Linked DNA regions of Mus musculus: regions 1, 2, 3, 4, 5 and 6 are each linked to region 7. A link is a contact called in public HiCAR-type, HiChIP or PLAC-seq, capture Hi-C and promoter capture Hi-C data. All regions are on one chromosome and are shown on one strand. The core of a region is the stretch at or near the end of the contact, and the rest is flanking DNA. Distances in the headings are between cores, read along the strand shown. Region 1 holds the start of Sypl2 (synaptophysin-like 2). Region 2 holds the start of Sort1 (sortilin 1). Region 3 holds the start of Psrc1 (proline/serine-rich coiled-coil 1). Region 4 holds the start of Alx3 (aristaless-like homeobox 3). Region 5 holds the start of Cyb561d1 (cytochrome b-561 domain containing 1). Region 6 overlaps Strip1 (striatin interacting protein 1). Region 7 holds the start of 4933431E20Rik (RIKEN cDNA 4933431E20 gene).

The links. Promoter capture Hi-C pulls out the DNA fragments that hold promoters and counts their contacts. HiCAR-type assays count read pairs that join an accessible place to other places. HiChIP or PLAC-seq counts read pairs in DNA pulled down with a chosen protein or histone mark. Capture Hi-C pulls out chosen DNA fragments and counts their contacts.
Region 1: a contact with region 7 is called in a promoter capture Hi-C map of liver. The contact joins the promoter of Sypl2 here to the promoter of 4933431E20Rik in region 7. A contact is called at or near these places in 6 of 39 promoter capture datasets (the C10 cell line, cranial neural crest, erythroid cells and 3 more), 1 of 484 Hi-C or Micro-C datasets (CD4 T cells) and 4 of 9 other capture datasets (adipose tissue, embryonic stem cells, liver and 1 more).
Region 2: an H3K4me3 HiChIP or PLAC-seq map of bone marrow-derived macrophages shows a contact between it and region 7, with 4 times the contacts expected there. The contact joins the promoter of Sort1 here to the promoter of 4933431E20Rik in region 7. A contact is called at or near these places in 2 of 39 promoter capture datasets (the C10 cell line and cranial neural crest), 2 of 115 datasets of contacts at active chromatin or transcription factors (bone marrow-derived macrophages and pancreatic cancer cells) and 2 of 9 other capture datasets (adipose tissue and liver).
Region 3: a contact with region 7 is called in a promoter capture Hi-C map of erythroid cells, with 13 times the contacts expected there. The contact joins the promoter of Psrc1 here to the promoter of 4933431E20Rik in region 7. A contact is called at or near these places in 6 of 39 promoter capture datasets (the 3T3-L1 cell line, cranial neural crest, erythroid cells and 3 more) and 1 of 115 datasets of contacts at active chromatin or transcription factors (pancreatic cancer cells).
Region 4: a capture Hi-C map of macrophages shows a contact between it and region 7, with 4 times the contacts expected there. The contact joins the promoter of Alx3 here to the promoter of 4933431E20Rik in region 7. A contact is called at or near these places in 15 of 39 promoter capture datasets (the 3T3-L1 cell line, 3T3-L1-derived adipocytes, the C10 cell line and 9 more), 1 of 15 datasets of contacts at CTCF or cohesin (large pre-B cells), 1 of 484 Hi-C or Micro-C datasets (bone marrow-derived macrophages), 3 of 115 datasets of contacts at active chromatin or transcription factors (embryonic stem cells, neural tube and stem cell-derived neural progenitor cells) and 4 of 9 other capture datasets (adipose tissue, liver, macrophages and 1 more).
Region 5: a contact with region 7 is called in a promoter capture Hi-C map of erythroid cells, with 6 times the contacts expected there. The contact joins the promoter of Cyb561d1 here to the promoter of 4933431E20Rik in region 7. A contact is called at or near these places in 10 of 39 promoter capture datasets (the 3T3-L1 cell line, the C10 cell line, cranial neural crest and 5 more), 1 of 115 datasets of contacts at active chromatin or transcription factors (pancreatic cancer cells) and 4 of 9 other capture datasets (adipose tissue, liver, macrophages and 1 more).
Region 6: a contact with region 7 is called in a HiCAR-type map of kidney, with 3 times the contacts expected there. The contact joins the enhancer-like site here to the promoter of 4933431E20Rik in region 7. A contact is called at or near these places in 16 of 39 promoter capture datasets (the 3T3-L1 cell line, the C10 cell line, the HPC-7 cell line and 10 more), 1 of 15 datasets of contacts at CTCF or cohesin (the NIH/3T3 cell line), 1 of 484 Hi-C or Micro-C datasets (bone marrow-derived macrophages), 4 of 115 datasets of contacts at active chromatin or transcription factors (embryonic stem cells, kidney, large pre-B cells and 1 more) and 4 of 9 other capture datasets (adipose tissue, embryonic stem cells, liver and 1 more).

What each region holds. Positions count from the first base shown.
Region 1 is chr3:108,225,292-108,228,574 of GRCm38.p6, reverse strand. Sypl2 (synaptophysin-like 2) reads left to right here and starts at 1,976. Exons shown (of 6, transcript NM_008596.1): 1 at 1,976-2,211; 2 at 2,378-2,452. The coding sequence starts at 2,158.
Region 2 is chr3:108,282,550-108,285,789 of GRCm38.p6, reverse strand. It overlaps Sort1 (sortilin 1), which reads right to left and starts at 1,726. Exons shown (of 20, transcript NM_019972.3): 1 at 1,350-1,726. The coding sequence starts at 1,649.
Region 3 is chr3:108,382,482-108,385,504 of GRCm38.p6, reverse strand. Psrc1 (proline/serine-rich coiled-coil 1) reads right to left here and starts at 1,667. Exons shown (of 8, transcript NM_019976.3): 1 at 1,579-1,667; 2 at 1,220-1,269; 3 at 1,074-1,131; 4 at 97-535. The coding sequence starts at 1,238. Gm12522 (predicted gene 12522) reads left to right here and starts at 1,764. Exons shown (of 3, transcript NR_040560.1): 1 at 1,764-2,218; 2 at 2,709-3,023.
Region 4 is chr3:107,593,238-107,596,738 of GRCm38.p6, reverse strand. It overlaps Alx3 (aristaless-like homeobox 3), which reads right to left and starts at 1,708. Exons shown (of 4, transcript NM_007441.3): 1 at 1,287-1,708. The coding sequence starts at 1,563.
Region 5 is chr3:108,199,504-108,202,684 of GRCm38.p6, reverse strand. It overlaps Cyb561d1 (cytochrome b-561 domain containing 1), which reads left to right and starts at 1,851. Exons shown (of 3, transcript NM_001081320.2): 1 at 1,851-2,058; 2 at 2,523-2,560; 3 at 2,970-3,181. The coding sequence starts at 1,911. It overlaps Atxn7l2 (ataxin 7-like 2), which reads left to right. Exons shown (of 11, transcript NM_001289545.1): 11 at 312-457. The coding sequence ends at 326.
Region 6 is chr3:107,611,845-107,615,111 of GRCm38.p6, reverse strand. It overlaps Strip1 (striatin interacting protein 1), which reads left to right. Exons shown (of 21, transcript NM_153563.2): 20 at 313-517; 21 at 1,646-2,580. The coding sequence ends at 1,893. Among named protein-coding and RNA genes, the nearest start is that of Gm10961, 18 kb to the left of the region's middle. Within about 2 kb of position 1,956, at least 17 of the 459 cell types and tissues checked have an H3K27ac peak or open chromatin away from gene starts, as enhancers often do. A contact at or near this core is called in kidney, where this site is marked.
Region 7 is chr3:107,894,202-107,897,637 of GRCm38.p6, reverse strand. It overlaps 4933431E20Rik (RIKEN cDNA 4933431E20 gene), which reads left to right and starts at 1,425. Exons shown (of 3, transcript NR_015459.1): 1 at 1,425-1,995; 2 at 3,410-3,436. Gstm5 (glutathione S-transferase, mu 5) reads right to left here and starts at 1,784. Exons shown (of 8, transcript NM_010360.2): 1 at 1,640-1,784; 2 at 1,265-1,340; 3 at 948-1,012; 4 at 269-350; 5 at 76-176. The coding sequence starts at 1,684.

The sequences.
Region 1 (3,283 bases), core at 727-3,226, 330 kb before region 7:
TACAAGAAGATGGGTACATCTGTAAAAGGAGTGTGTTTGAAGAGTGGACTTTGGAAACTAACCCAAACACTCATGAATAAGCAAGTAGGAAAATACTCTGCTTATTTGTGGTGAATGCTCTACTGCTAAAATGGAAAAAACAAAAACAACCTCCTCCCAAGAAACTAAAGCTATATGTATCAGGACAGATAATTGTCACAAAATAAAAGCAAGTCAAAAAACCAGCATATTAATAGAATAAAGTTTAAAACAATTTGAAAAAATTATGGTGTAATGTCTATGTACTTCTCCTAGGTACAGTATAATGGGGGGGGGGCTGGTACAGAAGACAGATGAGCAATGAACTTGAGGCAAACAAGGCTGGTCAGTAGATGTTGGTAATATGTATTATTTATTGTTATCTTATTATTATTAATATTATTTGGTTTTTCAAGATAGGATTTCTCTGTGTCTGTCTGTCCTGATCTGGAACTCACCAGGCTGGCCTCAAACTCAGAGATCAGCCTATCTCTGCCTCCCAAGTGCTGGAATTAAAGGTGTGTCCCACCACCGACTAGCAGTAATATATATTATTTCATATCTGTGTGGCTTGGGTGTATACACCTCAGTACAGAAATGACTGTAGAACAGGAATCTAAGACAGCAGAATAACTTTTAAAAGATGTATTGATCCTTACTTTATGTATGTGAGTGTTTGCCTGAGGCGTGTATGTGCATCTGATGTGTAAGCCTGGTGTCCAGGGGCCAAATGGGGCCATGAATAGCCTAGAAGTGGAATTGCAGATGTGTGTGAGGTGCCATGTGAGTTCCAGGAGCCAAACCATGGTTTTCTGAGAAAGCAATGTTCCTAACTGCTGAACCATTTCTCCTGTCCCCATGATTTATTACGGGCATATCTGTGGACTCAGCAATTCCTTATTTAGCCCAAATTTGCATGTAATTCCATGGCAGAAGTTTCCTTCAACTCCAGCCTTAGCTGGTTGCCTCCCCACACACTCATGGCCAGGTTTGGGAAGACATTTATCCAATGGCTGGATTGTATAAATAACAGCAGAACATTTAATCAAAAAGCATTGGTTTTGAAATGCTGGAAGCATAGTGGCAGATCATCAAAGAAATGACTTTGATGGACGAGAGTTAAGAGCAAAGAAGGAAGGCTGGTTTCCTCCTGGGCCCGCCCATTGGCTCATTCAGCTTCTTTGGGTAAATGAAGTCATCTTTAACTACCTAGATTTCCACTCCTTGTAAACCTAATGTGTAATACTAGCAACTGCTCACTTCCGGCTACCGCAGAACACTTTTCGAAAATTAGGCCCATTCAAAGTCAATCAAACTGCAACTCTGCCTAGTTTTCAATACAAACGCTAATCTCCACTCCCACGGCTCCTCCGAGACTTCATTCTCATTTAAATAGTGTTGGCGGTTAAAAGGAGATCGAATTCTTACTTTTTAAAGTTTGATAACTTTAAAACTCATTAACATCCAAACGCTGTTTGTTGTTAAAAAGTAAGACCGTGTCTGATGCGAAGTAAAAGTTCAGTTCTTTGTTCTGGCTGGTGGAGCGCCGTTGTTACAGCAGCAGAAGCACTAAGAATGCCTTAGGTAAATCTTGTGTGCTCTAGTCACTACGGTATTTGTAGAAGAAAACCCTTCCACAGAACCCAGGAAAATCGGGAAAGCTGCACTAGAGCCCACGCATCCCGTGTAGGTTCCTGACCTTGGCCGTGGCGTTGAAGCAGCTGGGCTGTTCTAGTGGGGACCCATCCTGGAAGCTTCTGGCAAAAACCCCGGAGCCTTCTGGCAGCCCGACGGCTAGCAGGCTCCACAGGTCCCTTTAAGGCGCCCTACGCGCGGAAAAAGGGGAGAGCAAGGGGCGGGAGCAGGGTTCGCGATCGCACGCCACGTGACTCGGCTGCCAAGTCCGCCAGATTGTTTGACAGAAGTTTGAATCGGACTCGGGGGTTTTCTGCAGCCGGCGGGGCAGCGCGGCGGACAGAGCCTCCGAGAGCGCGAGCAGCAGCGCCCCCACGACCCAGCCCGCCAGCCTGGAGCCCGGCCTGCCCACGGCCTCGAGCCCGCCGCCCCCAGCGCCCCCGCGCCCCACGCAGCCTCCCGGCCAGGGAGTCGAACCCTTGCACTGCGCCCCGACGCGCCAGCATGTCCTCGACGGAGAGCCCCGGCCGCACCTCGGACAAGTCTCCGCGCCAGCAGGTAAGCCCCGAGTACCCGGCCTGTGGACTCTCGCTAGTCCCTGTCTACCTAGATGTCCCGAATGTGTCTGATTCCGTCTCTCCCGCCCCCGCAATGTGAATAGAAAGCCCCACGCTTTCCCTCCGGGCCGGCCCGCCTTGACCGTCTGCTGGCTTTGTCTCCGCAGGTGGACCGCCTGCTCCTGGGGCTGCGCTGGCAGCGCCTGGAGGAGCCGCTGGGCTTCATCAAAGTTCTCCAGTGGGTGAGTCGGCCCTAACCCCGGGCTATTTCGGGAGCCTGGATTGTGACGCGGACCCGAAGCAATGTGGCCCCGGAGGAGGCTGGGGAGATGCAGCGGGCCCAGCCACCGCGGAAGGGTGGGGGGTGGCGACAGGTGGGCGGGGGAGGGGAGAACCAGGGTTGCTGCTCCAGCGCTCGGTGGAAGGAGGGAGAGGAGCCCGGCATGCGGAGTCCCGGATTCGGACCTTCTATGTGCAAGGCGCCTTTGCCCAGGGCGCTCACATTTCACTCGGACGAGAAGACCCGGGTGTAACCTTTCCAGAACTCTGATCCTGCACATACCACTCTTCAGTGGCGGGAGGGGTGAGGAGGACAAGGAGGGTAAGGTCCACTTTGCAGTGAGAACAACGCTACTACTAAAGGCACCAGGAAAGGAAATGGGTTACAGAAACCATCCTGCCTGGAACCTTCTAGGACCTGGATGATCCCTGGGGTGGACTCAGGAGACAGACTACCAGCTGAAGTCACTGGAGCAATTTGGGAAACTGTAACCGAGTAAAGAAATGGATGGATGAATGAACAGTTTCCCAATCCAATGATTACATAAAAAAACCAATTAAGACAGAAGAAAATGTGACAGCTGGCATAACAGAACATTGAGCCGGGAAGGAGGGATGGTAGGTTGCAGGCCTAGAGCTACCTGTCTCAGCTCTATGACCTTGGACAAGTCACTTCTCTGGACACTAGTTTCCAACATTAGTCAAACATGGATCAAATGCCTGTCAGCATTCTAGAGTATAGCTCAATATTAGATTTACCCTGTGACCTTGAAACATTCACCGGCCCATGGCCT
Region 2 (3,240 bases), core at 477-2,976, 390 kb before region 7:
TTCTTTGGAAAAAAAGGAAAGACATAACACAGAAAATACACTGAACTGAAAATGCCTTTCTCATACATGGGTTGCAACAATTGTTAATTTTAGGAAAAAAAAAAAAAGAGGAGGAGGAGGAAGATGTCCTAGTTGCTGAAACCAAGACTTTCCTAACAATTTCTCAATGCAGCAGTGTGTCAAGGTTCAGACTCTTGTGCCCAAAACAGAAGCACCAAATCTTTGAAAGTCTTGACAAGAGCAGGCTTAAAGTGACTATCTGCAGAATGTTTCATAGTTATTAGAAATTAGGACAGGATAGAGGTGTCCCAGTAAGGGTTCAACACAAGGTTATAAGTCAATTTTGAAGGAATGAGACAGATGACAGGATCTCAGCTGGCTGCGGGTCACACACAGAAGCCAATACCAGTTCTTGTGCAAAAAGAGTCTCCTAATAGGTCAACTTACAAGGAAACAAAGCACACTGGAGCCAATCTCCAGAATGGGTCTGGAGCAAAGGGATTTAAAGATCCTGTAGTATGCAGAAAGAGGGGGCTGACTGGTTACAAACCAGACTCTTGTTTGGGACAGTTGGCCACTCTGTAAAGCCATTTAATGGAACTTCTGGATGATCCGAGCTGTTCTGCAATTGCTTCTAATCTAGGTCCTAGAGGCCGTTTTCTGTTCTCTGGGTTCTGCACACAGGAATTTGGTTCGGAATACCTCTCAAGGTCGTTTTGGGTCAGGTTAGAGGGTTCTGAGCCTGCATCCTGAGGAAACATCTTGAATCAGTTTTTTGTTTGCTTGTTTTTGTTTTTAATTTTAGGGAGCAGGGGAGATATCATTTCACGGTTGGGTTTCAATGTCATTTTCATTTCCATGAGTGTTCCTTTAACTATGGAAACACAAGCCATGACCTAACAACTGCTGTGGGATTTCTGGACGTCAACCTCAAAAGTACCGACCCAGGGAGGGCACACCTCTGCTTCTGGGCTGTCCAACTTCTGCGATCACTCAAGGGGTAATTATGCCTCCAGCTTCCTGGTAGGTACCAGCGTTGGTGGACCCGGCGTTCTATATTCGGGGTGGGGGTTGGGGGGGGGGGGGGATGACCGGGAGATTCTGACAACTTAAGAAGCAGAAGCAAAGAATGCAGCGAGTCAAAGTCTCGGATTGCCTCGGCTATGACGACACACAGCCCCACGGGCCGCAGCCACCCCGGCCCCCGCCGCCCCCGCGCCTCGCCGCCCTCCGCAACCGGGGTCTCGCGCTAGCCTCGAAGCGTGCAATGGGAGCGGAGCGGCCGCCTGGGGCCGCGGGCCCGGAGGGGCGACCCAACCGGGGCGGGCGCCCGGGCCTCGCGCGCTCACCTGGTGCGTATTGTTGGTCAGCTTGGCGATGAAGTCCGGGAGGCGGCCGCAGTCTTGGTCCTCGGCGGGCGCGCCGCGGCGCCAACGGCCAGCGCGGGGGACGGGGCCCCCGGGCGCGGCGGCGCGCAGCCCCCAGCTCACCCCGACCGGACCGGCCCAGCGCAGCAGAGGAGGCGCGGGCGGCGGCGGCGCGTCCAGCCGGTCCTGGCCGACGGCGGCAGGAGGCAGCAGTTGAAGGAGCAGGAGGAGGCCGAGGGGCCAGCGCAAAAGGCCGTCCGCAGCTCCCCGGGGCCGCTCCATCGCTGCCGAATGCAGACGCCGCTGACACCTGCCACCCGGCGCGCCCGCCCACCCCCGCCGGCGCTGCGCCACACCCCCGAGCTCGGCCCCGCGCTGCTTGGATACGCGCAGCCGGGCCTCTCCTCCCCAATAGGCTGGCCGCCTGTCCTTCTTTCCCGGCCCACTCCTCATTGGCTCGCGTCGCCTCCGGCTTCGGGGGTCCTGGATTCGGATGCCAAGATGCGGGACTGATTGGCTGGAACGTGGCAGGGACGGCTGAGGTCATTCTCCACCGTCGCTCGGCGTCTGCGGGCTGGGCTCCCGGAGTTGGCCTAGGGGTTACCCCTCTCCCCTCCCCGCTCAGCCTGCAGGTTGGCGGCGCTTCCGGAGACCCTCGGGTTAGGGTTGGGTCACGTTGCCGCCTTCTCCACCCTCCTCCCAACCCCCCTCCAAACGCTCCTAAAAATTTCCTTCGGTGGAAACCGCGCCTGGGAAAGCCAGGGAATCCCTGAACTACTACTCTCAGTTGGAAAAGGGGCTCCGACATAAACTGGTACATTAGGATTTTAACCCCGGCTCGCTGGCTCGCCCATTGTCTGCTGAAGGAGCCAAGAAGGTGAATGCGAAAATCCTATGGGGCAGATGAACATCATTACACCCGTGTCTCATGGAAGCCGCAGAAGTCTTTCCAACATGTTTGGCCTCAGTCACCTTCCTCATCTGCAGGGAGGTAGTCAAGAGGCGAAAGTACTTTTTGGCTTCTGCGGACTTGGAAATGTAGGTAGCTTTGCCACCAAGTGTAGGTATACGGGAAGAGAATTGCCTAAAGCCCACTTTATATATTATCATTTTAGTACAGTCACATTCTGATTTTAGTTACCTAAAGCACCCTTAGCCCTGCAGTAAGTGCATCACACCAATTCCCTCACTGAATATGATGCCTCCTAAATGAATACCCACCTCCAGCAAATAACCTCCCCACTGTTCCCTACACCGCAGAAGCTGCTCACACAACTTTTAGAACATGCAGTGCTGGTAAAACCAGTTCTAAATCCTTAACTTCACTCCACCTCTTCCCAACATTTCAAGTTGTTCAGTCGGAACTCAGGAAGCCAGATAAAAAGATACAAAGTATGCAAAATGTTATACCAGAGTGGAAGCCATTGGAAGTTACTTTTAACTTTAACAGTAAACTCAAACGGCAGGCCTACCCGAGTATGCACACGGAATAGTACAAACAAAACTATTTACGTACTCGGGAGTTTTTCCTCTCCCCAAAACCACAGTAAGAAGGGAGCTGTGAAGCTCTGGAAAGCGGAACAGGATGGCAAATCAACAGAAAAGCCCTCCAGTTTCTGAGCCACTGAACAAGATAAAAACTGATGAGTGTGTTTTCTTTCCAGAAATATAAACGCCACATTATTTATTTTTAAGCACAACTTATTTTTAATTCGTGTCAAGTATGGATTAGATCACAAGGCAGTCAGTTACAGTAGCATGTGACCAGTTACGGAGGGGAAAAAGGGGGCTACAAAGGAATATTTCTTTGTTTGGGTGACAAAGATGAATGGTCTATTGTCTTACTATGGGGAAAGAAGAAAGCTAACTCAAC
Region 3 (3,023 bases), core at 418-2,917, 490 kb before region 7:
TGTGTTCCTCTGCCCTGTATGGGAATGACACTACGCCTTCAGTGTCTCCTGCACCTTGTCTAGGTGTACGCACGCATGTCCACTCTCCACACTCACCTTCTTTATGCTGGAGGGCTTCTTTCCGGATGCCACCCGGACAGCCCTGGCTGACCCCTTTTTATCACTGCTCCGGAGCCCAGCTAGGCTGCTTGGAGGTGGGGTGCTCCAAGAACTCACGGTGGGCAGCAGATCTCGGACAGGGCTATCCTTCAGGACGAAGGTCTCCCGCCGAGGACTGGGTTTCCCTCTGGGGCTGGGCCTTCCAGGGCCTGTACCAGCCCTCTCCCGATCTTTCAGGGCACACTCCTCCAGCTGAGCCGCCAGGCGGTTGGCTTCATCAAGAATCTCTTCCAGCTTCTCTGGGCTGAGCGGGCCCAAGCTAAACCGCACACCCTGGAGGGCGGGAGCTACTTCATTTGGGTTACTCCGATGGGCGAGGCCCCGTCGAAGTGGTTTCTCTGGACTCACTAATACTGTTATGTCTTCTTCCTCATGACTGAAAAACAAATATGGCACCATGCTGGACAACAGCTAGCAGAAGGCATTCCTGTCGGCGAGTCGGGGACAATCCCCAACCCTGACTCCATTTTGGCCATGAGAACTGCTTTTAGGTGAGGAAAACTTAGTTCTACTCCCATTTTCTGAGACAATGTCTCAACTCTATAGCACAGAATGATCTCAAATTCAAAATCCCTCCTGCCTTCTCTCTCTCTCTCTCTGTCTCTCTTTCCCTCTCTCCCTCCCCCTCTCTGCACTCTAGTCTATCCTAGGAGTGTGGGGGTGGTTTGCAGGGCATGCCTCAACATGCCCAGGGACATTCATCTTTCATTTACATTTACCCCTAAATTTCCCTACAGCTTCTCTGTTCTCACCAGCATGTGTTCTAGAGGCCCAATTCTACCAGACTACTGCCATCAGAGGGTACCATACTCTGCTAGATTACCAACCACGGTTCTAGAGGCCCATAAGTTAGCAGTAAAGGGTTACAGATGTATTGCCGGAGGAAAATAATAAATGGATAAATAGGCTGGTACCTGTCAGATGGAGACAGCCCTCCGAAGTCCAAGGTCTCGTCCACAATGAACTTGATATCTGAAGGGATGAGAAGAATAAATGCCAGCTATCAGTTCTTGACAGACAGACTCTCAGGGGCCCGTTCCTCCCTCCATGGCTTCCTTACCCTCTTTCAGATCCTCCATGCTCAGCCAGCATAAGCGAGTCGGCTTAGACCTGAAAGAAAACATGCCTACCTCAGGTGTCTATCATCCTGCCTTAGGGCCCCATCAAGACTCGGAGTGCATTAGCTGGGGTGAAGAGGCATGGTGGTGGTAAAGCAGGATCAGCACGTGTCCCTGAAACTAGTCCGTTATATTAGGGAAAGGTGCAGAAAGCTCGACACCTGATGTGCAATCCGCCAACTTGCGCCCTGGCCTCTCCTCAGTCGGTCAGTCTTCACCTCCATCCTTACTATTATCCGAAATTTCGCTCCCCCCCTACCCCACCCATTTTCCACTCCGCGGCACCACATCCCCGCCACACCTCCAGCGCACACTCGGTTTCCACTCCCCACCTCGCTTCACAGTCTACGCAGGAAGCTTTTCTTCTACAATCTCCCAGTTCCCGGGAAAGGGCTCCCGAGGGGCGGAGCTTCGTTCGAATTTCTTAGGCTCCACCCAGTCCCGCCACAAACGCACAGCGATTGGTGAGTCCAAGGGGGCAGGGCTGAGTCGGGAGCAGTCGGGATGTCAGCCGGAGAAGATTGTCCCTTGGACCAAAGGGCACTTCCCAAAAAGGGTAGGGGGCTACAGCGGAACGGCGGGAGGAGCCGTGAGTGCGCGGTGGCGTGTACCGGAGCGCCTCCTTCTAACCGCGAGTCAGACAAGGGGAGAACTGTCGAACCAATGTAGGCTTGGAGCCCCGCCTCTTCCCCCACCTCCTGGATTCCAGCATCTGAGACTGGGTTTCCTTGCTGGGTTTCTCGCGTACTTGCAGAGACCACCAAATAGACCATCTCTCCAGCACTGGAGCCACAAGATTTCTTCATTTAGCATAAGGCCACTTCTCTGAGATATCTGGCATTTTTTTCTTCCTGCTTCAACCCCAACCCCCAAACGATGAGTATGAGCAGCTATTTAAGAGTTTAAATAAATAACAAAGAAGTCATTCTTCCAGGCAAACAGTAAGTAGTAATAATAATAAAAGATGTCAGAGCTGTGCTCCCTAAGTGCAAAAGGATTACCTATTGCTAAAGATCTTGTTCGTGTGAAGAATTTATTTCTTCGCCAGGATGCTGGAGATGTGTGCACTTTAATGGTGGGCCTGTAAAAGTTCAGCAAATAGCATGGTCTGGCGCATCCTTAGAGCACAGTCACTACCACCTTCTACCCTAGGCTTGCTTCAGGTTGGAAAGAAGCCTTTGCTGTTGTGAATGTTGTTGACTGGCTATGACCAGACCACTCCTCTCCATTCACTGATACACACACACACACACACACACACACCATCTGTTTCTTTTCCCTTTGTTTTTTGCTATTTTCTGAGACAGAGACTAGTGTAGCTCATGCTGGCCTTTGAATTCACCATATAGCCAAGGATGACCTTGAAGTCCCGACCCTCCTGCCCCTACCTCCCAAGTGCTGGGACTAAAGGCCTGTGCCACTCTACTCTAGGACCATCCTCTGAGACATCTGCAAACATCTGCAAGCATCTTCAGGAGTTCTGTTGCGCCTGCTTCGGAAAGACCATCACAGCTGGGCCTGTGGACGGTTTACCTTCCGTCATAGAAGGAGGAGGTGGGACAGAAGGTCACGGGACCTTCACCTGAGTATGCAGCCGTCCCTCTCAACCAGCTGTATGCAATTCTGTCCTAACTGCAGATGGTTTGGGGGAAGGGGCTAGAGGATAGAAGTGGGAAGAGGCAAGGGGAAGTCTCCTTAGGGAAGTCACCAGAGCTGCTTCAAGGTCATCCGTGCCTACACCCCTAA
Region 4 (3,501 bases), core at 459-2,958, 300 kb after region 7:
CCCAACCCAGACGGGTACCTGTCCCTGGCGGTGCTCTGGGCGCTGCGTGGCTGCCGCCGTCTGGCAGGGATCAGAGGAGCCAGGCCAACTGCTTCTCATTAAGTCCCAACTGTGGTTTTTATCAGGAGAGCCTTTTTCAAACGGCATTAGACACGAAGCTCCGCGGACTTGCTCATTTCCTCCGATGACCCCAACACACCTCCCGGGCCTCCCCTGCACACTCCCGCCACCCGGACGGGACGAAGCCAGGAGCTGCTCGCTGCCCAGCCTCTCTGAGGAGGCCCGCGAGGAGCAGGCGATTGCCGCATTGGCGGATCTCCCGGGATCTAGTTTTGGGTCTAGGCTACGAAATGTGGCTGCATACGAGGGGTGGGCGTGGGTGCTGAGCCACTCGTGGGTCAGCGAGTACAGTGGGCGGCAAAAGAGTCTTGGCAGGCCCTGCCACTCAGGCGCATTCTCAGATAATGGTACGGTCCGACCCGCCTTAGCACACAGGGCACGGTCCCCGGAGTGGGATGCGCCCTGGGATTTAGGATAGTTCGGGACCGCTTCCGACGGCTCAGCGGTGATGATTCGGTGCCGAGATGCCAACTGCAAGAAGGGTAGCCATCCCCGTGGCGACGGGGAGGCCAAGTTAATCTGAGAAACAAGAACATAGTTATTTGATCTTGAAGACAGTCCCAGTTCTGAGGGGGAGCAGCCACCGCCACTCTGCGGAGCGACTTAACGGCATCAGAAAACCTTTTCCTGCAGAGGCTGGGCCCGAGGATGAGAGCTGGGTAAGTCCAGGACACAGCCTTTCCCTCGCTGAGTCCAGTTTGGCCACTAAGTCGAGGCCCAGCCTCTACGCCCTCAGCGGGCGCCATGCACAAAAGCAGAACTCTTCTCTCCCAGCTTTGGGGCCCAGTTAGGCTCCGGGGCCCTCCACCCAGTCCCCTCTTCTGGGTCGGTGGCAGAGAGGCTCGGCTCCGGATGAGCGCGATCTCTCCTCCCAGGTTCAATCACCTTGGGGGTCGGAATGGGCCCAAGATCGTCCCTACTCCACCCTCCTTTGACCTCCCGCCTCCCATTGCCTCTGCCGGCCGGGGACACAGGCGATTCTGCGGTCCCCAATGCCCTGGCCTTGTCCGGCCAGGCCAGCAGCGATCTAGCGAGGGAATCGTGGAAAATGCGAGACGTACCCAAAGTTAAGAAGCAAGAAAGCGGGAGAGTCGGGGAGACCAGGAAGGGCTGGGGATAAGAACGACATGGGGTTCCACCACCACCCCCGACCCCCGGCGTGTTACCTTCCGCGGAGCCCTCGTAGAAGTGGCCGCCGTTGAGCACCGGGCCTGGCCCGAGGTCCTGCAGGTACTTGGCGGGCGGCTTGGCGGGCTCTGGGAGGTAGGGTTCCAGGGGCCCACAGGCCGGGAAGCGGCTCAGGCGCGGACCGCGGGGTGGCGCGGGGTGCAGGTGAGGCGCAGCATCGGGAGTCCCCTGGGGACCCGGAGCCTCGTCCCCCGCGGCCGCGTAAGGACCGGCCGCCGGCCCCACGGAGAAAGGCGCGCAGCGCTCGGGGTCCATGCCGGCTCGGGCTCACAGGCCGCCGGAGCTCCGGGGCTCCCGCTAACCCGCGCGGCCTGTGAGCCAAGGGGGAGGGACCTGGGCTCGGGGGCGCGGAGCCCCCGGGAGCGGCGCGCGCCGCGGGGGGTGGGGGGCAGGAGAGGGGGCCGCGCCTCTGACTTAATGCTGGAACCATCCACGTCACGTGCGGCCCCGTGCGGGTTAACCCCTCGGAGCCCAGGAACACCCCCACCCCACCCCATTCACCCCGAGTCTGGTATCACAAGCAGTTGGAAGAGAAGAGAGGGAAGCTGCTTCCTTTCGAGGGCAGGATCCCTTTTGTCTAGCAGTCGGGTGAGTCCTTGGCTCTGAGCTGCACCCTCAAGTCCTGATATCCATCTTAGTGGCTCTTGGCCCTGGGGAGGTGAAACGGTGAGGGCAGACATCCTCCCCACCCCCGCACCCTCCCCCATCCCTCCTCCAACATTCTCTTTGAGGCCTGATCTGACATCAGTCTGAGAAGAGAGGCCTCTACTGTGGTAGAGTTTCCCCTTCACCTTGCTCGGTTTATTTTTGCTGGTAGCTGGAAAAAAGCAAGGGCATCTCCCTTAGACACTTGTTTTGCCTGGACATCCTAGAGACTGGATGCTGTGGAAACAGCAGGGGGCTTGGGAGCTTGGGCCTCAATACTGTCATTGATTATCTGTGATTTGAACCTCTCACTTAGCGTTTTCAGCTGACTGTGGTCCATCTACATTTGGTGGTGAGTTCCAAAGCCCAGGCAGGCCAAAACAGACAGAGAGATCTCTAGGTTTCACAGTGGTCTGCCCAGGTAGCTTTTTGGGTCAGCTATGGAAGAGCAGAAGGGTCATTGTCCTTCTGAGCAGCATAAACTGAATGTCACTCAGATCCACTGCAAATTAACTGCTTCAGGCTTGCTATTTTAGACATAGCGAGGGTAGGATTGCATCTCCCAAAGGTGAGTCTCCTCGACCCAAAGGAAGCCTAGGATTAGGGTATAGCTTAGCCTTTCTGAAACTGAATAATCCTTACTGTGCCTAAGATCTGGGAAGAAATACCAGAGGTCCTTTGGACCCGAGCTTAAAGATCCCTTAGGTCCGGGTTAAAACATTTATATTTTTAGGACCCCTGGAGATTAGCGAGAGGGGCAGGGAGTCAAACATCATTTGTATTCTATTTGAATTCTCATTTTTAAAAGGAATCTAAGAGGCCTGGTGTGAACACCTCCCTCTTCCGTTGGAGGCTTAGAGGAGGTTTCTTGGCTGTCCTCAGCCAGAGTTGGGCTGTAAATCAAGGCCAAACAGGAACCAGAAGCCTTGCATCTCACAAGGAGTCATTAAGCCATTATTAAACATACCGTAACTTTTCTGAAGCCTTATTGGCTTAAACACCACATTGGAGGCATTATGGCCATTAGGGCCCCTAATCACAGACTGCAGGCTAGGCAGAGATGGGAGCACCTGGGGCTGATATTTCCAGCTAGAGAAGCCTGGCTTAAAATGAGGTTTTCCCCTCTGCCTCTACCAGAGGGGAGTCCACTGGCTCTCAGCTGTGGACACTGCTGAACTGATTATTAATAAAAGGTTTTCCATAATTGTCAATGAGGTAGTGTTGACTGTCTAGAAGGTTGTATCATTTCAGGGCATCTAATCAACAAAGTTACCAAGCAGCTTAATTTGGAGGATGAAAGTATGACACAAGACCAATGCCATCAACAAATTAAACAAGGCAGCTTGGATTAAACACTGGGCCTTTTGCTCTAGGTGCCTCATTTTTCTTGTCATAAAAATGGGTCATGTACCTATAGACTGGGTATTTGAGAATCACTAGTATTTTGCCATACCATGTTAACTTAATGACAGTGGTGATTTCTCAAGAAAATGGGAACCCAGATTTCAGGGTTCTATCACTGAATCCATGGAAGTCTCTTGACTTCAG
Region 5 (3,181 bases), core at 602-3,101, 300 kb before region 7:
ACTTCTGGGAGGCTAGGCAGGGTAATATTCTTCTGGGTTAGGCATGGCTCAAGTGCTGCCAGCTCTCCTGGCACCTGTAAGGGAAACCTGATAGTAACTGACAGGCCTGCTTGTGTGTGTACAGGTGTGTGCATGTGTGTTCTCCAGCTTCATTACCCAGTCCTCTGTTAGGCTGCCATTCCTTTTCCCTTACTCGGTTGTATTTATTAGGCCAGCTGAAGGAATCCAAGGGTTAGCCCAGATGTTCAATGGGAAGGATAACAGGTAGGCCCCTAGCCTGACCCTGTCTCTTACCTCTTGTCTCCCTGCAGTCAAAAGCTCATTAACGAGAAAGTGCCTGCCCACTGCAACGGAGCCGCCAGCACCTCCTCCCCTCCAGATCTGGGCCCCAGGCTGCTGCCGCTTTTTATAACTTTATATTATTTTTTTTAAGAAAAAAAAAAAACTCTTTAAAATACCTCAAGACTGTCTCCCTGTTCTGTTGCTGCTAAGAAAATATAAAAACCAGAAACATAGAAAAGGATGGAAACTGATGTAGCCAAATGAGTGAGTGTCCTTACTCTCCGCAGCTCCAACCCGAGAGGCTGGGATGACAGGCAGTGTACACCCCAGCACACACACACTGCACACAGAAACCTGGAGCTGGCATCCCTGGGAATCTTCTCAGAGAGGATGATAAGGCATATGACGCTGAGTGAGCAGGCACCCCAGAGGCTTAAGAGCGACAACTATGGTTCCACTGGGAAAGAACTGAGAGGGAAGGGGTCTCACACCTGACGCCATCCTTGGGTTTTTGTCCTGAGGGTTTGTGGGAGTTAGCTTATGGCCCCTTTCTGGTTTTCTAGCTACTCTGGGCTTCCATCCCTCTACAAATGGCTGTTCTTGCCCTTCCCATGTCTTAAAACCAGCCTTAGTTCCTCAGCCATGCAGAGGTTGAGCTTGGCGATCACTGCTCTAGAAGTGCTGGACAGCTTTTTTTTTTTTTTTTTTTTTAATTATGGTGTCTGTGTGTGGGTATGCGCATGTGATGCCTGCGGAGGCGAGACGTGTGGGATCCCCCTGTAGCTAGTTACAGTCAGCTGTGAGCCCCCTGAGCAAGAGGAATATGCACTCTTAACCACAGAGCCATTTCCCTACCCACTGGACAGCTCATTCTGGTCTCTTCTGTGAGTTTGCCCTGAACGGAGTAAAGCTTCTCCCATATAGAACTCTTTAGGTTGGGTCATACCTTTTTGGAGGTAATAGTGTAGCAGAACTTGGGGTTGTGGAAAGCTCTGGTTCTACTGTGGCGGCAGCAAAGGCTGAAAGTGCCCCATGGATCTGGAATATTTTGAGGGGGCAGCGTGGGAGGGAGGGGATGGGGAGCAACTACGCCTGTAAGCAGGGATGATGAGATTGCTTCTTTTGGTTTTCATACCTGAAGTCATCAGATTAGATCACTAGGTTTTGGCTTTTCATTTATGTTAATACAGGGAGAAATCTTGTCTCTTGAACAAGCCAGAAATGTCTGAGAAGTAAGCAGTCCAGGGAATCCAGTACTTCTAGAAAGCTGCTCAGAACACTGGTTTCATGCTCTTGGGTCAGCGAATCAAGTGTGTGATTTGGGATTTCGCTGGTATCAGTTGCTACCGATGTAATTTTCGCAGACCTCTTGAGATACCCTTATAGACACAAAGATAGAATGAAGGTGGGTTGGGAGCTCGATTAGGTCAGTGGAGGTTTCCGGGAGCCGCCCTTTGGGGCCGAGGCGCTTCCCCCCCACTCTACAGAGGGCGCTGTGGGCACCTCCGCCACACGGCCCCGCAGCTTCCCCGGGGAGGAGCCTCTCCTGTAGCCGCCGCCGCCTCCGCGATAGCAAACCCGGAAGAAGCCTCTGGTAGCTGGATTGTGCCGGCCGGCCTGGCACTGCTATGCATTCCATGGAGGTAGGTCTGGTTCCCGCTCCAGCGAGGGAGCCGAGACTGACCCGCTGGCTGCGGAGAGGCAGTGGGATCTTGGCGCACCTGATAGCTTTGGGCTTCACCATCTTTCTGACTGTGCTGTCCCGGCCCGGAACCAGTGAGTGTGCGAGGCGAGGTGGGGCGGGGCCAAAGAAGGGGCGGAGCCTAGGCGCTGGAGGGGCCGCTTTGGGCGCACTGGGAGACTGGAAACCTGGACCCTCAGCTGAGGAGGGGCGGGTCCGGGAGTGGTTGTAAAAGCGTAGTAGGCGGGTTCCCGGAAGTCCAGGGAGGGTGGGGCTTGAAAAGACAGAACTGATACTTCCTTAGGAGGCCCTACATGGAAAAGCGTTAGAGGGTCCTGGGCAGGCTAAGGTACTCTAGGGACTGGGCTGCAGCAAGTGCAATCCCCAGGCCAAGGGGGTGTAAGGGCCCCTTGACTCCTCCCTTTGTGGTGAGCTCCTGATTCTTGTTTAGGTTTAAGATGATATGCTGACCTTGTGGCCCGGTCTTTGTCATTTACAAACCACGGGACAGTATCAGTGAAGCCCAGCCGTCAGCCTATTCTCTTTGATTCTTACTTAGGTCTTTTCTCCTGGCACCCTGTGTTCATGGCCTTGGCGGTGAGTTCGGATATTCTTAGATTAACTCTTGGGGAGACATTCAGTTTTTCAGCCTAAGGGTCAGAGAGATGGGTTTAAAGAGGGCTTCATCTTTCCCTAAAACCTATAGGATTGGGGAAAGTGGAGTAAAGTGTCAGGTGGCTGAGAAGGTCAGGGAAAGGGGGAACAGAAGATATTTCTCCTCTAGTGCCTAAAAGGAAGACGCAAGAAGGATGTTTATCAAGGCTTTGTCCTCAGAACTCAGTAGAAAGTTCTCAGTAGAATGTTTGCTGTTCTGTGGTCCAGAAAGGATGTGTGTGAGGCTGCAAGTCCTTAGCTTCCCCGTGTCCTTCTGAATGTGTGAGAAGACCTCCTTTTCCTTGCGCTCCATGTAGACTAGAGGCTCACTGGCCTTTCCTTATGATTACAGTTCTGTCTCTGCATGGCTGAAGCTATTCTACTCTTCTCACCTGAGCACTCCCTGTTCTTCTTCTGCTCTCGAAAAACCCGGATTCGACTCCACTGGGCAGGGCAGACCATGGCCATCCTCTGTGCTGTCCTAGGCTTGGGCTTCATCATTTCCAGCAAGATCCGAAGTGAGATGTCCCATTTGGTGTCCTGGCACAGCTGGATAGGAGCCTT
Region 6 (3,267 bases), core at 707-3,206, 280 kb after region 7:
CTGATCCTGGGTGGGAAGTGATGGGCAGGAGTCAGGAGCCACCTTAGCCCTGCAATGCTTTGGAACAAGGAAGGTCCATGAGTTCTCAGAGATTAGATTACAGAGTGAGCCATAATTAGGGTTGCAACCTTAGTGGTTTGCTATAGCTCTGCTTGTCTTAGTGCCTAACACTTCAGGTGCCAGTGAACCAGTGAGTTCAAGAGAAACTGCATGGCTTGTGGTCCTGTCTGCTACCCCAGAAGTGCTAAGTGACCATGTAGTGGCACTCACACTTACTGCTTTCTCACCATGGCCGCCACCATGGCCGCCCAGATGCTGGTGGTGTTCAAGTCGGCACCCATCCTGAAGCGGGCCCTTAAGGTGAAGCAGGCCATGATGCAGCTCTACGTGCTGAAGTTGCTCAAGGTGCAGACCAAGTATTTGGGGCGACAGTGGCGCAAGAGCAACATGAAGACGATGTCTGCCATCTACCAGAAGGTGCGGCACCGGCTGAACGATGACTGGGCGTACGGCAATGGTGAGGCCACATATGACGCCGCAAGAGTGGGAGAGGGTAGGACAAGGGATGACTTGACTCCTTGCCTGTGGTACCTTAGTTTTCTCTGCCCTTAGGCACTGAGCAGGGCCGGGATCTAGTTTTAGTGGCTCTGGGCAAGACTTTGGGAAGCTACTCAGTATCTGTGTTCATCTGTTTCTCTGTCCCTCCACTCTAAATCCTGTCTTTTCCAGAAATTGCCATAAGATTCCATCCCCTCTTTATCCCTACTGCAGCTACCTAAATCTATAGATCCTCACCGGCTCTGCCTCTAGTTTCTCCCCACTGTTGGCCTCAGATTTGGCTCCTGTAATCTTTTCAACACACCCATCCTATGCTGTTGCCCCTGAGTAAGATTCCTGTTAGCTTTCTAGTTCCCATAGGAATGAAGTTAAACATTAAGACAGGAGGGGCAATCATTCACTTGCCTGATCCCAGAGTTTGCAGCTTTCTTTTCAAGCCCGTTGTGTGCTGGTACCCAGCTTCTGTCACACCCAAGACTCCAGGACAGAGTATGAAACCTCAGTACCAGCTGAGGATTGCTCTCAGGAGCTCTGCAGATCCCAGCAGCCACAGATGCCCATGCTCTCCAGTGTGCCCTCTGTGCCTGAGAATAGACTGTACAGGTACAGAGGGAAACTACACTTGGTCCCTGAGCGCTAGCCATGTTGCCTCCTGTTCCTGGGCCTCTGTAGACTGTTGGATATCTACATCCTCCCAGTCTAACTGTTGTTTACCTGGTGTTGCTGTGTTACACTGTCGCAGTCACATCACTCTGTGACTATGCCTGGCATCTGGGCTCAAGGTGGTGCATGACATTTTGTCATGGAGGTGAGAGGAGGAGCAGATGATGGAGTCTCGGAGTTATCTCTGTCATCTAGAACCAAGGGGAGACTGTGCTTTAAAAACGAGTTTTCCAGGACTCTCCTGTCTGTCGACATGTTTTGGGGGAACAAGTCTCTTTCTCAGAGTTAAGGATTTTCTCCTTATATTTGACTATCCTCTCCTGAGGATGGGCTTTGGAGATGATCTTCTGGTTAAAATCACGCTCCTACTCAAGGGGAGCTGCTATAGGGCTGACTCCTAACCGAGTTTTCTGCTTTGCCCCAGATCTTGATGCCCGGCCATGGGACTTCCAGGCAGAGGAGTGTGCTCTCCGTGCCAACATTGAACGCTTCAATGCCCGGCGCTATGACCGGACCCACAGCAACCCTGACTTCTTGCCAGTGGACAATTGCCTGCAGAGCGTATTGGGCCAGCGGGTAGATCTTCCTGAGGACTTCCAGATGAACTATGACCTATGGCTAGAGAGGGAGGTCTTCTCTAAGCCCATTTCCTGGGAAGAGCTGCTGCAGTGAAGAGGGCTGGAAAAGACCATGATCTGTCTGTCTCATACCTGAGGGACTGTCCTCACCATTGCTGCAGTGCTCCTGTTCCCCTCCAGGTGGCAGCACAGCTCCATTGAGTCCTCCACAGCCTGCCCTGGGCCTGTGAGTGAACCCAGGTTAGCCTCTGGTTGATTCCCAGCATCCTACTCAGGAGCTGTCATCTCCAAGCTGGGATCTACTCTCCCTCCACTTGCCCAGCTTCTACCCTCCTCTCTTGGATATGATCGATTGAAACTCATTTCACAGTTAGCCCTAGGCTGGGGAAAGCTGAGCCGGGCCTGGCATCCCTTCTCGACAGCAGCTGTATCGTGAGGTCCCACAGACTCCTGGGCAGCTTTGGCAATGTCAGCTGGTCAGGAAGGAGGGTCCGCTTGAGGGCCAAGAACAGAGTCAGCACCTTGGCTGTGCTCTGGGACTATCTCGTGCCATCCCAGCATCCTGCTGAGTTCTGTCCAGAAGTGATGGACACACAGCCTCTGCACCCTGGTTTTGGATGTGGTCAAAGGTGGAGTGAGGCTTCCTGAAGCCAGAGGTGCCGGTTTCCTCTCGGTTGCCATGACCTGTAAATATACAAAACTCTGTGTGATCTCTGGTGTCATGGTGGGGTTTTTATTGTGTTTGTGTATTCTGTTTACATTAAAAGAAAGCAAAACTGTCCGTGTTGCCTTGTGTGTAGATGCAGGCTCTGGGGACTGGGGATGCAGCACAGGCACTAGAGTGCCTACCTGGTAGGAAAGAAGCCTTGGGTAGTGGTACACACACGTGTACTCTCAGCACTTGAGAGGTGGAAGCAGGCGAATCAGAAGTTCTAGGTCAGTCTTGACTACATAGTTCAAGTTCAGCCTAGGCTATGTGAGATTCTCTCTGAGAAATATGGCCTGAAAATGATCAGTTCTCTCAAGAATCCCTTTCCCCAGCATGACAGGCTACCCGGCTAAGCTCTGGCCTGCCTGCCTTCCTGCCTTTTCTACCTGTTGTAGAGGGAAGGAGGGGTTAGTACTTTGGTCGTCGGCCCACATCAGTCTGGGCACATTGCTTTAGGGTTCTGGGTTTGCTGAGGATCAGGGTCCTGACTGCTAGGCTTGCTGTAGTTTCAGTAGAGACGTCAAGTTTCTCGGGATGACGCGCCGCAGCTGTCCTCAGCCAAGCCAGTTAGTACTAGGCTTAAGTGAAGTTGGTTGGGACAGAGGATAGTTGTGTGCTCAGAGCTATCAGGAATCCGTTTCATGGTGGGAGAGTGATGGAGAGTGCAGGTGTCTCCTATGGCTAAGGGAGAAACAAGGGGAACAGATCCATTCAAGTCCTAGAACCTCATTTGGCTCAGATAGCAGCCTCAGGCTCCTT
Region 7 (3,436 bases), core at 176-2,675:
ATAGAAGCGAGCAGAATAATCCTTAGCACTTTGGCCTGAAACCCAACAAAGGTGATTCCAGATGAGGAAACTTACGTGGTTAGAATTGTAGCAGAGGCGAACCAGCTGCATGCGGAAGTCCATGATCTGGTTCTCCATGATGTCTACTCGTATCTTTTCTTCTTCAGTGTCACCACCTGCAGCCAGATGGCAACAAATCACCCTCAGGATTGCCAACCTCCAGGTGAGCCAACTGCCTCCTCCCTCCTATCCCCTTCAGCCCACTCACACATGTTGTGCTTGCGTGCGATGTATCTCAGGATGGCGTTACTCTGGGTGATCTTGTTCTTCCCGTCCATGAGGTAGGGCAGCTAGAAGGGGAAAGTTAATGTGAACCTAGTCCTCCAGGACCGCCACTCCTCTGGAAAAGAGAAGACTTGCAAGGTGTGTGAGAGTAGAAGCCAGGAGAAATAACTAAATAAATAGAAAGTAGCACTGGGTCCTCACCTGACTCTAGACAAGGGTGCTTAATCCTGTGTGTCACTGTGAATGTATGTGTGGCATATAGACGTTTAAAAAGCAAAATGTAAATATTTTATACCTTAAAGTATGTAAAAGTAGGGTGATTATGGATACATTTAAAAAAAAAATAGGTGTTTTAACAACCAGGACACATGAGGATACATTTAGGATACCATGAAAATACCTGGAATCTATCAGTGATAAAGTCACAGACCTGGCTATCAACTCATGTCTCTTATAGCCTGCCTTTAAGAGGAGAATATTAGTGTTTCTCAGACGTTAGTAGGAAATAAAATGTTATTCTCAGTTCTGTTCAATGACCCTTGAATTCTATCCATTCTATAAACGTGAAGAGTCTCTATCTAGATGCTCCCAAGCCAGAGATGAAGTGAAAACAGATACACTTGAAGGCCTTCCCTTCTGCCCACTCCTCCAAAACCACCTACGTTAGGAAAGTCCAGATCTAGCTTGAATTTCACGTCCAGCCATTGGCTTCTATCATAGTCAGGAGCTGTAAGAGAGAAGTGGGACCCAAGCCCGTTACCGACCTAGCTGAGACTTAGACCTGTTATCTCAAGTTCCCAATCCCCAAAAACTAACCCTTGAGTTTCTGCAAAGATGGGCCTGAACAGCAAGAGATAACTCTATGGGCCTCTCTTGGCAAAGTTCCCAGCTTACAGGAGCAGGGGGTCCCACACCATCTTGGTGTGGTACAACCCTCTGGGTAAAAAACAACTGTAGCGCACCCACAGACATTCATTACCTTCCCCACAGATGTACCGTTTCTCCTCATAGCTGGTATCAGTAAACTCCAGAAGCATGCGGATAGCATGAGCCAGCTAAAAGCAGGGGATGGAGAAAGACCCCGGTCAGCGCGCCTGCGCAGTGCCCACTTGCTCGCAGGCCCCCTCCGTCAATGTCCCCAACCCAACGCTGCCAAGCTCCTGCGTCCTGTCCAGGGAAATTGTCCTTAGGCAGCCCCTTCGCTCACGCCCGGGAACTTCCAGTACCTTATTCCTCTACCCACAGTCCTGGGGACCCCATAGGTAGGCTGGAGATCGGCCCACCGGCCCCTGACCCCCGCCCGGCCGCCTGCACCTCTCTGTCCCAGAGGCTGGGCTGGCGAGGGACCACTCACCCCGCGGATATCCCAGTAACCCAGAACCATAGACTTGGATGACATTTTGGGCGATCTTAGCCCCTTCGGGGATACAGCGATGGACTGTGGGCGGCTAACTTTATACTGGACGCTGTGGGCCGGGCTGACGCGACCGAACTGTCTCCTCCTCTCTCGCTCTATGCTCCACCCGCCCTCCGCGTGGTCAGTGGGCGGTGCGCAGGCGCAGCTGCTGCGGCTCCTGAAATCCTCCGGTGTGAACTTCTCCCAGGGCTGTTGATGCTTCATCTACTCTTCTGGCAGTGGGGGCCTGGACCTTAGTTACCCGGGAAGCGTGAGTCATGTTGCACAGTTGAGCTGGCACATAAAACTACGAGGTAGGAAACGATTCAGGTATAAGGTACTTTGGGGATAGAAACATTTTCTATGTAAGATACAAATGGCTCTGTGAAGACTGAGGGAGGCTGGGGACACTAAACAGGTCCACTGTGAAAAAGGATAGGTCATGCACATTGGAAATGCCTCAAAGGACACTCCAGGAAAGAGGAGGGTAGAGCAAACACCGAAAGGTGACAAATAGCTATGCAAGATAAACAGCAGGTGCTGTCGAGTTAGGCTGGTTTATGGGAGGAGTCAAAACATTAAGCATTTGGGGCAGGTTGCAAAGGGTATGGACAGCCAGACAGACAGAGGGTGTGAGTGTTTTCTCTCTGCTCTGTGGGGAGTGTATAGGATCTAGATCATAATGTTCACTAGCAGTATAATGCAAGACAGACATATGATTGTTTTTAAATGGTTTGCTTCTAGTTTTTTTTTTTTTAAGGAGGCAATGAATCCATAGTATACTTACGTAGCCCAATATATACTGTTTCAGAATGTAGTATGAAAATTATTGAGATGTCTTCTATTTTTTTGTTTTAGTACCTTACATTTAAAACACAACTCCACTAAGGGTAACCTCATCTTTTAAAAAAGATTTATTTATTCATTTTATATATGTGAGTATACTGTCGCTCTCTCTCTTCAGTCACACCAGAAGAGGGCATTGGATCCCACTATAGACTGTTGTGAGCCACCTTGTGGTTGCTGGGAATTGAACTCAGGACCTCTGGAAGAGCAGTTGGTGCTCTTAACTGCTGAGTCATCTCTCCAGCCCCAGGTAACCTCATTCTGATGCTCAGGATCCACAAGTTAGTCGGAAAATGATAAGCATATTGTGGAGTAAAACAGCACAAAAGGGGAAAGGCCCCTTGCGGGTGGGACCATCCCTGGGCTGGGTGTCTTGGGTTCTATAAGAGGGCAGGCTGAGCAAGCCAGGGGAAGCAAGCCAGTAAGGAACAGCCCTTCATGGCCTCTTCATCAGCTCCTGCTTCCTGACCTGCTTGAGTTCCAGTCCTGACTTCTTTCAGTGATGAACAGCAATGTGGAAATGTAAGCTGAATAAACCCTTTCCTCCCCAACTGCTTCTTGGTCATGATGTTTGTGCAGGAATAGAAATCCTGACTAAGACACCAGGCCTCCCGGAGCCCCAAGTCTGGGTGTGGGAAATTATGTCTCCCCGTTAGTTTAACTGACTCAAACTTCAGACTTTGTAAAAGGACATTTTTCTAAAATAAAGAAGAAATGGTACAGAGACATGTGACTGTATAATGCCTGGGTTGATTCCTCCCAAGAAAACAAAAGCCAGCAACAAATTAACTTGAGCCACGAGTCTAAAACTTCTAGAGTAGTCTAAGTATTCTACTTGTTTCATGATATATCCCAATTCAGGCTAAATAACTTTGTGATTAGGTGTTCTGCCCAGTTTATAGAACAAGG